Regions from separate parts of the Mus musculus genome. Here region 1 is linked to region 2. Evidence: chromatin contacts called from public HiChIP or PLAC-seq data. All regions are on one chromosome and are shown on one strand. The core of a region is the stretch at or near the end of the contact, and the rest is flanking DNA. Distances in the headings are between cores, read along the strand shown. Region 1 holds the start of Lingo1 (leucine rich repeat and Ig domain containing 1). Region 2 overlaps Cspg4 (chondroitin sulfate proteoglycan 4).

Evidence for each region. HiChIP or PLAC-seq counts read pairs in DNA pulled down with a chosen protein or histone mark.
Region 1: an H3K4me3 HiChIP or PLAC-seq map of embryonic stem cells shows a contact between it and region 2, with 40 read pairs. The contact joins the promoter of Lingo1 here to the enhancer-like site in region 2. A contact is called at or near these places in 2 of 15 datasets of contacts at CTCF or cohesin (both in embryonic stem cells), 11 of 484 Hi-C or Micro-C datasets (the N1E-115 cell line, cerebral cortex, embryonic stem cells and 5 more), 10 of 115 datasets of contacts at active chromatin or transcription factors (T-cell acute lymphoblastic leukemia, embryonic forebrain, embryonic hindbrain and 5 more) and 1 of 9 other capture datasets (adipose tissue).

Annotation. Positions count from the first base shown.
Region 1 is chr9:56,632,993-56,637,211 of GRCm38.p6, forward strand. It overlaps Lingo1 (leucine rich repeat and Ig domain containing 1), which reads right to left and starts at 2,656. Exons shown (of 2, transcript NM_001311076.1): 1 at 2,083-2,656. The coding sequence starts at 2,088.
Region 2 is chr9:56,899,297-56,903,279 of GRCm38.p6, forward strand. It overlaps Cspg4 (chondroitin sulfate proteoglycan 4), which reads left to right. Exons shown (of 10, transcript NM_139001.2): 10 at 1-574. Among named protein-coding and RNA genes, the nearest start is that of Snx33, 27 kb to the right of the region's middle. Within about 2 kb of position 2,130, at least 77 of the 459 cell types and tissues checked have an H3K27ac peak or open chromatin away from gene starts, as enhancers often do. A contact at or near this core is called in cerebral cortex, embryonic stem cells, muscle stem cells and 2 more, where this site is marked.

The DNA.
Region 1 (4,219 bases), core at 1,406-3,905, 270 kb before region 2:
GTTTTTGGAAGGAGAGGGCCTTTAAAGAAGGGATGCTAGACCAATCAAGAGAGGATTCAGGCATATGGGGAAGAAGTGGTAGGAACAGAAGACACTGGAATGTCACACACAGAAAAGCCAGACCAAGATTCTAGCCTACAGGGCCAGCTTTCTACTTTCACGGGCACCGAACAGTATCTCAGCTAGGCTATCAGAGCACAGGTTCTGCTCAACTTTTTTGCTAAGCAACAGCTCATTCTGGGAGGAAGAGGGCATTGGTCCTCTAGAATTTTGGGTTCAAAAATAAAAAAAACCAAACAAACAATTATCTAGTGTAAGGAATGAATGTTTAGAGACAGATGGAAAAGAAAGATGACACCCGAGGATCAAAGAGGATCGTGACAGATAGACAGCTCTCTACATTCTTCTCAGTCTTGCAGGATCCCTCCACTCACAAAGCATCAAAACTCAGCGTGAGGCACACACCCATCTGGTAAAAGCTGCTTCCTAACCCTCACTTGCTCCAGGTCTAGGGAGCATCAGGGTCTTGATGGAGCCCTACCCAAGGCCATCTCATACACACTTCAGCTAGGGATGGGGAAGGGGTACAGAGCCAAGAGCTGTACCAGGTGTGGGGGTCCTGCCCTTCTTTGACTGAGGCAATTGGGTGTTGCCCTCGGGCCTTCTGAGACCACGTGCCTTTTCCCTGGCACCTTCAGTGTGGCTCTGATGCTCTCTTTGCTTCTCCTTTCTATCACCCCCCACCCCTGTCTCGCCTCCCAGCAAACCAGGTGCCAACATCCTTCCAGTGGCTGAGGACTCTGCACCCCTCTTGGCCCACACAAGGACAAAAGGCCAGGAGCAGTGGAACATCCCCCGCCCCTCACTAGTAGTCTGTGAGGTCAGGGAAACCCCAGGCTCTCTGCCGGCTTGGTGCCCTCGAACTCCCCTGGCACCGATGCCTGTGCTAAAGTCGTTGGCATAATGGCCATCAGGGCTGAGCCCAGAGCCCGGAACCAGGAGAGCTGGGCGCCCTCTGGCTGTCCAAGCCCAGCCAAAGACTGAGGAAAGGCTGGGCTGGCAGAAAGGGGCTGGCCCAGATGGTCTTGCCCCCACCGCAGGCCTCTTGCACTCCCACCCACCAGGGCATAGCTGTTCCCATCTTCCATGTGCCCCAGTCGCCACACCACCCACCACAGGGCATTTGAGAACAAAGGGGAGGTGCCGCCACAACAAGAGCTGGTCAGGGGCTGGTCAGGGACCCCAGCAATAAGAGACCCAGGGGACTGCCTACCTGCCTGGCCCCTCCCCTTCTCAAAGTGGGACCCGCCCAGAAAGAAACATCTGGGTGTCTTAGAGGGCAGGAAGCCCAAAACCCACCCGAATAGGGTGCGTTTGGGGGGACACACACAGGAGGCTCCTTCCTCACCTCCCCCCTTCTCAGCAGGCTCCCACTTCCCACCCATTTCCCTAGGAATGAAAAGTGGGGCAGGAGGAGGTGAGAAGCCCGGCTGAACGAAGACAAAGGGGAGCCCCGAAGGTTCCTGGGTCTTCCTCAACTGGACTCCCCCCTCCCTTTTCTTCCGCCCTCCACCTCCCTTTCATCCAGGCGGAGCGAGAAAGGAGCCAGAAAGAGGCTGACAAGGTTCCTGTGGAGAGAGGGGCAATCCTAGAGCCTGGGGAGAAACTGTTTGCTAGCTGTGTCCTCAAGCTTAAGGGTATTAGCCAGGGCTGGGGAGTGGTCTCTGGTCCACCGAAAGGGACTCACCCAGAGCTGAGAGAACATATCCTCTTGGGTGACCACTGCCCAGAATGGGAGGATGATTTAGGGGGCACCAGGGCAGGAATGGAAAGGAATGGTAGGGATCTCTCCTTGACCACGGGTCCCAGCTTGCCAACCAGGGATCTGTTAGGACCAGCGGAACGGAAATGGGAAAATCATTTGAAACTTGAGGGTCAGGCCTGCGACCCCAAAGGGGGTCTGGGCGGTACAAGGTGCCCTACATAGCCCCATGAGGGTGAAGCCTGGGCCGACAGCAGCTTCCAGCTCCCAGCTCGCCGCAGGGCTGCCGACTCGGGCTCGGCCAAGACGGAGGGGCTCACCTGCATCTCGGGCGCGCTGTCCGTCCGCTCGGCTTGGTCACCAATCGCATGTCTCTCTTGCCGGCGCGGCCCCAGCCCCAGCCCAGCCCCCCTCCTCGGTCTCCTCCTACAACACCTCCGCCCGGTCCGCGCGCCCTCGCAGGGCTGGCTGTCCGTCTGTCTGTCCCACGCGGGCGGGAGCCCAGTCGACTCTAGGGCAGGAGCTCGGGAGTCGGGGGCGGAGGCCGAGGCCCTGGCCGTAGCGGGCTGAGGAGCCGGGGCTCTCAGGACGAGTGTTGCGGGCTCCCGGAGCCTGGCTCTGTCCCTTGGGCCGGCCGGGAGCGGCCGCCACCGCCTCTACCGCTGGGGCCGGGGTCGAGGCCGGGCGTTCTCTGCAGCGGGGCCGGGGCCAGGGCTGGGACCGGTGGGCAGCTGCCGCGCATGCTGCTCTGAGCCCCGCGTCGGGAGAGGGGCCCGAGCGGCGCGGGTGGGGACTCCGCGCGCTCCGGGACCGGGACGGGTCCAGGTCCGGCCGCCTCCTGAGCTGCCGCCCGCTCCGGCTCCCGCGCCGGCTCCCGCTCGGGCTCCGCGCTCTGCCGCGGCGTGGGGAGGGAGCGAGAGGAGCGAGCAGCGAGCCAGGGAGGGAGGAGGGACAGAGGGAGGGAGGGAGGGAGCTAGTGAGCGAGCTCTGGAGCCGGGCGGGGGAGGAGAGAGAAGGCGCGGCCGCAAAACCTGGGTGGGGGTCCTTCTTTCAGAGAACCGGACGAAGATGGAGGAGCGCCCCAGCAGCTGCCCAGCGCCCAGGGCGCAGCGAGAGTGGCAGCGGGGCGCAGACGAAGAACGCTCCCGGGCCGGCGCCCCCGCGCTCCCGCCCTGCACCACGCAGCGCCCCTCTGGGTCCCAGGCTCCAGCAAGTCTTAAGCCAGCCCAGCCCGCGGTCTTCCCAGAGTGCGTGCACCCATTCGCGTTTGATTGTCTCTGGCCACATGCGTGTGCATGTGAGCGCGTGTGTTCACACGTGTTAACTGGGGTCACTGCACACTGCCGTGTGGACCGACACACGCACGTGGACAGACAGCCCCCACACCCCCCAACCTGATCACGGTTGTTTAGAGGACAGCTTGAGGAGGGTCAGGTCTTGACCCCTCCTCTCGAAATGTCCAGGACACCCCCCACCACACACACACACACACACACACACATACACCACACCACACCACACCACCACCACCATTGCTTCCTAGGGATCTTAGGGTGAGGCCGGCCGCCGGGAAGCACAGGAAGGGGATGTGGAAGCCGAGCTGGCTAAGTGGGTCTACCGGGAGGCCAGGTCTAGAATCTGCTTTAGCATCCCAGTCCCCTCCCCGTCGGGTTTCCTGTCCAGCAGAGGGCAGCAGGCCTATCTGCCAGGCTCCGGACGGTGGCACTCTACCAAGTGACCAGCAGAGGGCAGTATAGATCCTCGGTCTGGGCTTAGCTATTTACCATCTAACTCCCTAAAATAAATACTGAGTTTGGTGGGTACCACATCTTCAGATGGCTCCACAGAACAAGACCTTTACATAGAGACCCAAACTCTTCTTGGGCCACAGATCAGAGACTAGCCTGGCAGGGTGGCCTGGCAAGGGCTGCGGTGTAGGCAGGCAACCCGTTGGGACCTCATCTATCTACTGCACCTCTTTCCATCTGCTTGAAGCCAGATGCCCCTTAAAACCATGCCAGATTGATTAGAATAACCATCAATGAAGACACCACAAGGCAGAGTTCCCTTCTCCCCATTAGCACCTCAGCACTCCCGATAGTTTGTAGGCAGGCAAAGAAGGAAGCTGAGCAGGGCAGGAAGAGACCAGCGCAAGGCCTGTCTTTCTGGGGTGGGCAAGGATCCCGTTCCCAGTACCTCGTTCTCCTTCCAAGGAACCAGACTGACATTTCGGAGATACCTGGCTGGCTTGGAGAGGCCAGCTTCAAGTTCCCACCCCCAGCACTGTCTTGATTTCCACAGACCAGCCTTACACACATAGTCCAAAGAGTTGCACAAACCTGTTCCAGCGAAACCGATCTTGGATACCTCTCAGCCTCACTGGCACACCACTGCTTGGGACATTCCTGCCTTCTGTCTATGTCCATATCTCAGGCCTACCTAGAGCCCTTTCCCTGC
Region 2 (3,983 bases), core at 880-3,379:
GTGCAAGATGGGTGGGGTTGCTCTGGGGTTGGTTAATTTAAGGCAAGAAAGCTATTTAACATGGTGCTGGCCTAGCCAGGCCTGATGAAGCCCTGGAGTACACGGGATAGACAAAGGTCTGAAGTCATGTCACCCACAAAGCCCTGTGGTGGAGCGCCCGAAGCACTGGCCAGCAACTGTCAGTGCTTGGACTGGGAGTGTTAGAGGCCACCCTGGTGGCCATGCTCTCCTCAAGACTAGGGAGCAGGCAAACGAAGACACTTGACTCCACTGAGCCGTGGCGAATGGTGCTTCGGAGGCTCCGAGCAGCTGTGCGTCGTTTGAGTTTGTGCACTGGGCTCCTATCCGTGGCAGCTTCACTCCCCTGGGGCAGGCCATGTGGCCTCGCTTCATGGGGGGTGGGGATGGACAAATCTGGACAAGCTCTTGAATTTCCACCTCCTGGGGCATTCCCAAAGTCCTCTACTCTCACCTGTACAGGCAGATGGGCTGTTTGTTGAGATGGGACCAAAGCCCTTACGCTACAGGGAACGTCAGGGAAAAATAAAAATAAATAAATAAATAAATGCTCCCAGCCATAGACTCCTTGGCCTGGGTTTTGGCCTCCAAGGCCCTATTCCTCCCCCAGCCTCCTTTCATTGTGGCTGCAGAAGCAAAAGTAAGGGACATGGGGGGTGTCAAAGTTGGGGACACAGTGCATAAAGGGAAGATTGGACAGGCAGACTTTTGTGTGGAACATTTTACAATCTCCGTCCTTCAGTAGGAGAACCCAGGTATTTCTCTAAAGGAGGGGAACCAATGCAGACACAGGAAAGTCATACCCCCTAGAGCAGATCATTCAGCTAGCAATGGGTCATGAGATCCCAGGTCTCCAAAAGAAAGGCCATTATGTGAGCCACAAGGCAAATAGAATCCTCTGGCCCTTCCTACAAGAGGATGATGCAAGATCAGGGGCAATGGAAGCAAACTCTGGCCCAGGGAATTATCTGGTCTTGAAAATGGGCTGAAGTCATTAGAAAAGAAACATAAGCTGAATTGATGTCTCTTGCTTATAATCCCAGTACTTAGGAGGCAGGAGCATAAGAATGAGTTCAAAGTCTTTTTAAGATTACTTTTTTTTTGTATATGAATACACCATTGCTCTCTTCAGACACACCAGAAGAGGGCATCAAACCCCATTACAGAAGATTGTGAGCCACCATGTGGTTACTGGGAGTTGAACTCAGGACCTCTGGAAGAACAGTCTGTGCTCTTAACAGCTGAGCCATTTCTCCAACCCCAAAGTCATTCTTGACCCTAAAAAAATTGAAGGCCAATCCGGCTCTCAGAGATCCTGTCTGAGCAAAAGGGAGGAGGCAGTAGGTTTCTGTGCTCTGGGAAACCGTGGGACTCCACGAGGCCTAAGAACAGGAAGTTAGAGGTGAAGGGCAGAAAGCAGCCTTTGGCAGCTGACCTGCTCTGGGGGCTAGGGTTTCCTCTGCACGTGTCCCCAGTATCTGTAACATTTGAGCCTCGCTCCTGCTCACCACCCTGCCTGCCTCCAGACAACACTCTCTCACGGCATCGTGTTCATTTTAACATCCGGCCCCCTCTCAGAGACGTCAGGCAGGAAACTTGGAACCAGGTGGATTACCAACAAAAAGATCTCCAGAGGGACAGGAGGGACAGGGAGACAGAATCAGAGAGGGTATGAGACCCAACTAGAGCCACACAACAGAGTAACGATAGATGAGACCCAGCAAGGCTTCGGTGGTGCCGCACTGAGAACACTGCCGTGAAAAATCATTTCCCACCCCTCTGCCTTGTACCTCCCCAGAATATAGCCTCCAGAAATACTCTGTGTCTTAAACTGCCAACACTAGTTTCCTTTTTATAAATGTGATGTCTCTGCTCTCGAAGACCAAGAACATCCCCGTATAACACTCACAGCTCCACCTTGCCACTCCCAGGAAGTTAAGGCTGGCTCCTCAGGGCCTTGCTACCATGAGCCAGTCTCCACCCAGAGTAAGGAGCGTCCCTGAAAGTGTAAGCAGAGATGTGGGTGACAAACCTGCCAGGCAGGATCTGCCCTCATCTCCTGTTTCCCCTAGAGGACTGACAACACCCTCTATTCACACAGCCTGCCCTGCCCTGCCCTGCCCCCAGGCACTGGCACAGGCTGACACTGCTCTGCTGCTCCGAGCCTGGGCTAGGTGGTAAGCTGGTACCCAGACATTGTGCCCACAGCCGTGCTGGGACCTGAGTCTTTCACGACACAGCCGAGCGTGTGTGTGTGTGTGTGTGTGTGTGTGTGTGTGTGTGTGTGTGTGTGTGAAACCCTTTCAAATATACTCCTAAAACTTAAGGGCAGGGTTCCTTCCCCTCTACTAAATAGTTCACAGAAGCTGGAGATAAAGCTTACTGGTAGGATGCAGGGCTGGAGAGATGTTTCAGTGGTTATGAGAGCCAAGTCTGAACCCCAACACCCACATGGTGGCTCACAGCTAACTGTAAGTCCAGTTCTGGGGATCCAACACTCCCCTGTGGCCTCTGTGGGCACCAGGCACACACATGGCACACAAACATACATGTAGGCATGTATGCTTAAAAATTAAACCTTTAAAACAAACAGCCGGGCGTGGTGGCGCACGCCTTTAATCCCAGCACTCAGGAGGCAGAGGCAGGTGGATTTCTGAGTTTGAGGCCAGCCTGGTCTACAAAGTGAGTTCCAGGACAGACAGGGCTACACAGAGAAACCCTGTCTCGAAAAACAAACAAGCAAACAAAAAGCAAACAAACAAAAAAAGACAACTACATCATCTTTCCTTTCCTAAGGAGCTTGTTCTTCCTAGGCTCTGGAAATAGATAGGAACTTGATCTGTAACCAATGTTTATGATGTTGAAAACATCACCCTCTTTTTTTTTATATATATACCTACACAAACACACATGGTTATATATGTGAACATGGGTTTTCTCATAACATTTGGACACACAGCGCAGAGATCAGTACTTGTCTAGATAATATGCAACCTATGAAAAATGTATACCAGCTTTGGAAGCATGTGCCCTTTGCCTGTGGCCCTCCCAAAGGCCTAGGAGCTACAGGGTCAGGACATTCTACCCATTAAAGGACCTATACAAACATCGTTGAAAAGAGAAAGCCATTTGGTGGTAGTGCAAGCCTTTAATCCCAGCACTTGAGAGGCAAAGGCAGATGGAACTCTGAGTTCAAGGCCAGCCTGGTCTACAGAGAGAGTGCCAAGACAGCAAGACAAATAGGGCTACACAGAAAAATCTTGTCTCAAAAAAAAATTTTTTTAAAAGAAGGAGGAGGGCTGGTGAGATGGCTCAGTGGGTAAGAGCACCCGACTGCTCTTCCGAAGGTCCAGAGTTCAAATCCCAGCAACCACATGGTGGCTCACAACCATCCGTAAAGAGATCTGACTCCCTCTTCTGGAGTGTCTGAAGACAGCTACAATGTACTTACATATAATAAATAAATAAATCTTTAAAAAAAGAAAAAAGGAGGAAGGAGGAGGGGTAGTAGAAGAAGAAGGAGGAGGGGGAGGGGGAGAAGGAGGAGAGGGAGGAGGAGGAGGAGGAGAAGAAGAACCCATGGGTATAAGGATCCCCAGATCTCTAGACCCCCAAGCTTGGAAACTGCCTATTGCCTAAGAGTCTAAAGAAGGGAGCCCATTAAGAAGCTGACCCTTGGGCTGGTGAGATGGCTCAGCAGGTAAGAGCACCTGACTGCTCTTCTGAAGGTCCAGAGTTCAAATCCCAGCAACCACATGGTGGCTCACAACCATCCGTAATGAGATCTGACTCCCCCTTCTGGAGTGTCTGAAGACAGCTACAGTGTACTTACATATAATAAATAATAAATAAATCTTTAAAAAAGTTTAAAAAAAAAAAGAAGCTGGCCCTTTAAGTGTGGATGCTATGGCAATTGTGCAGTTCACTGAGTTAGAACTCTCATCTTCCAATAGGAAGCCAGAGAA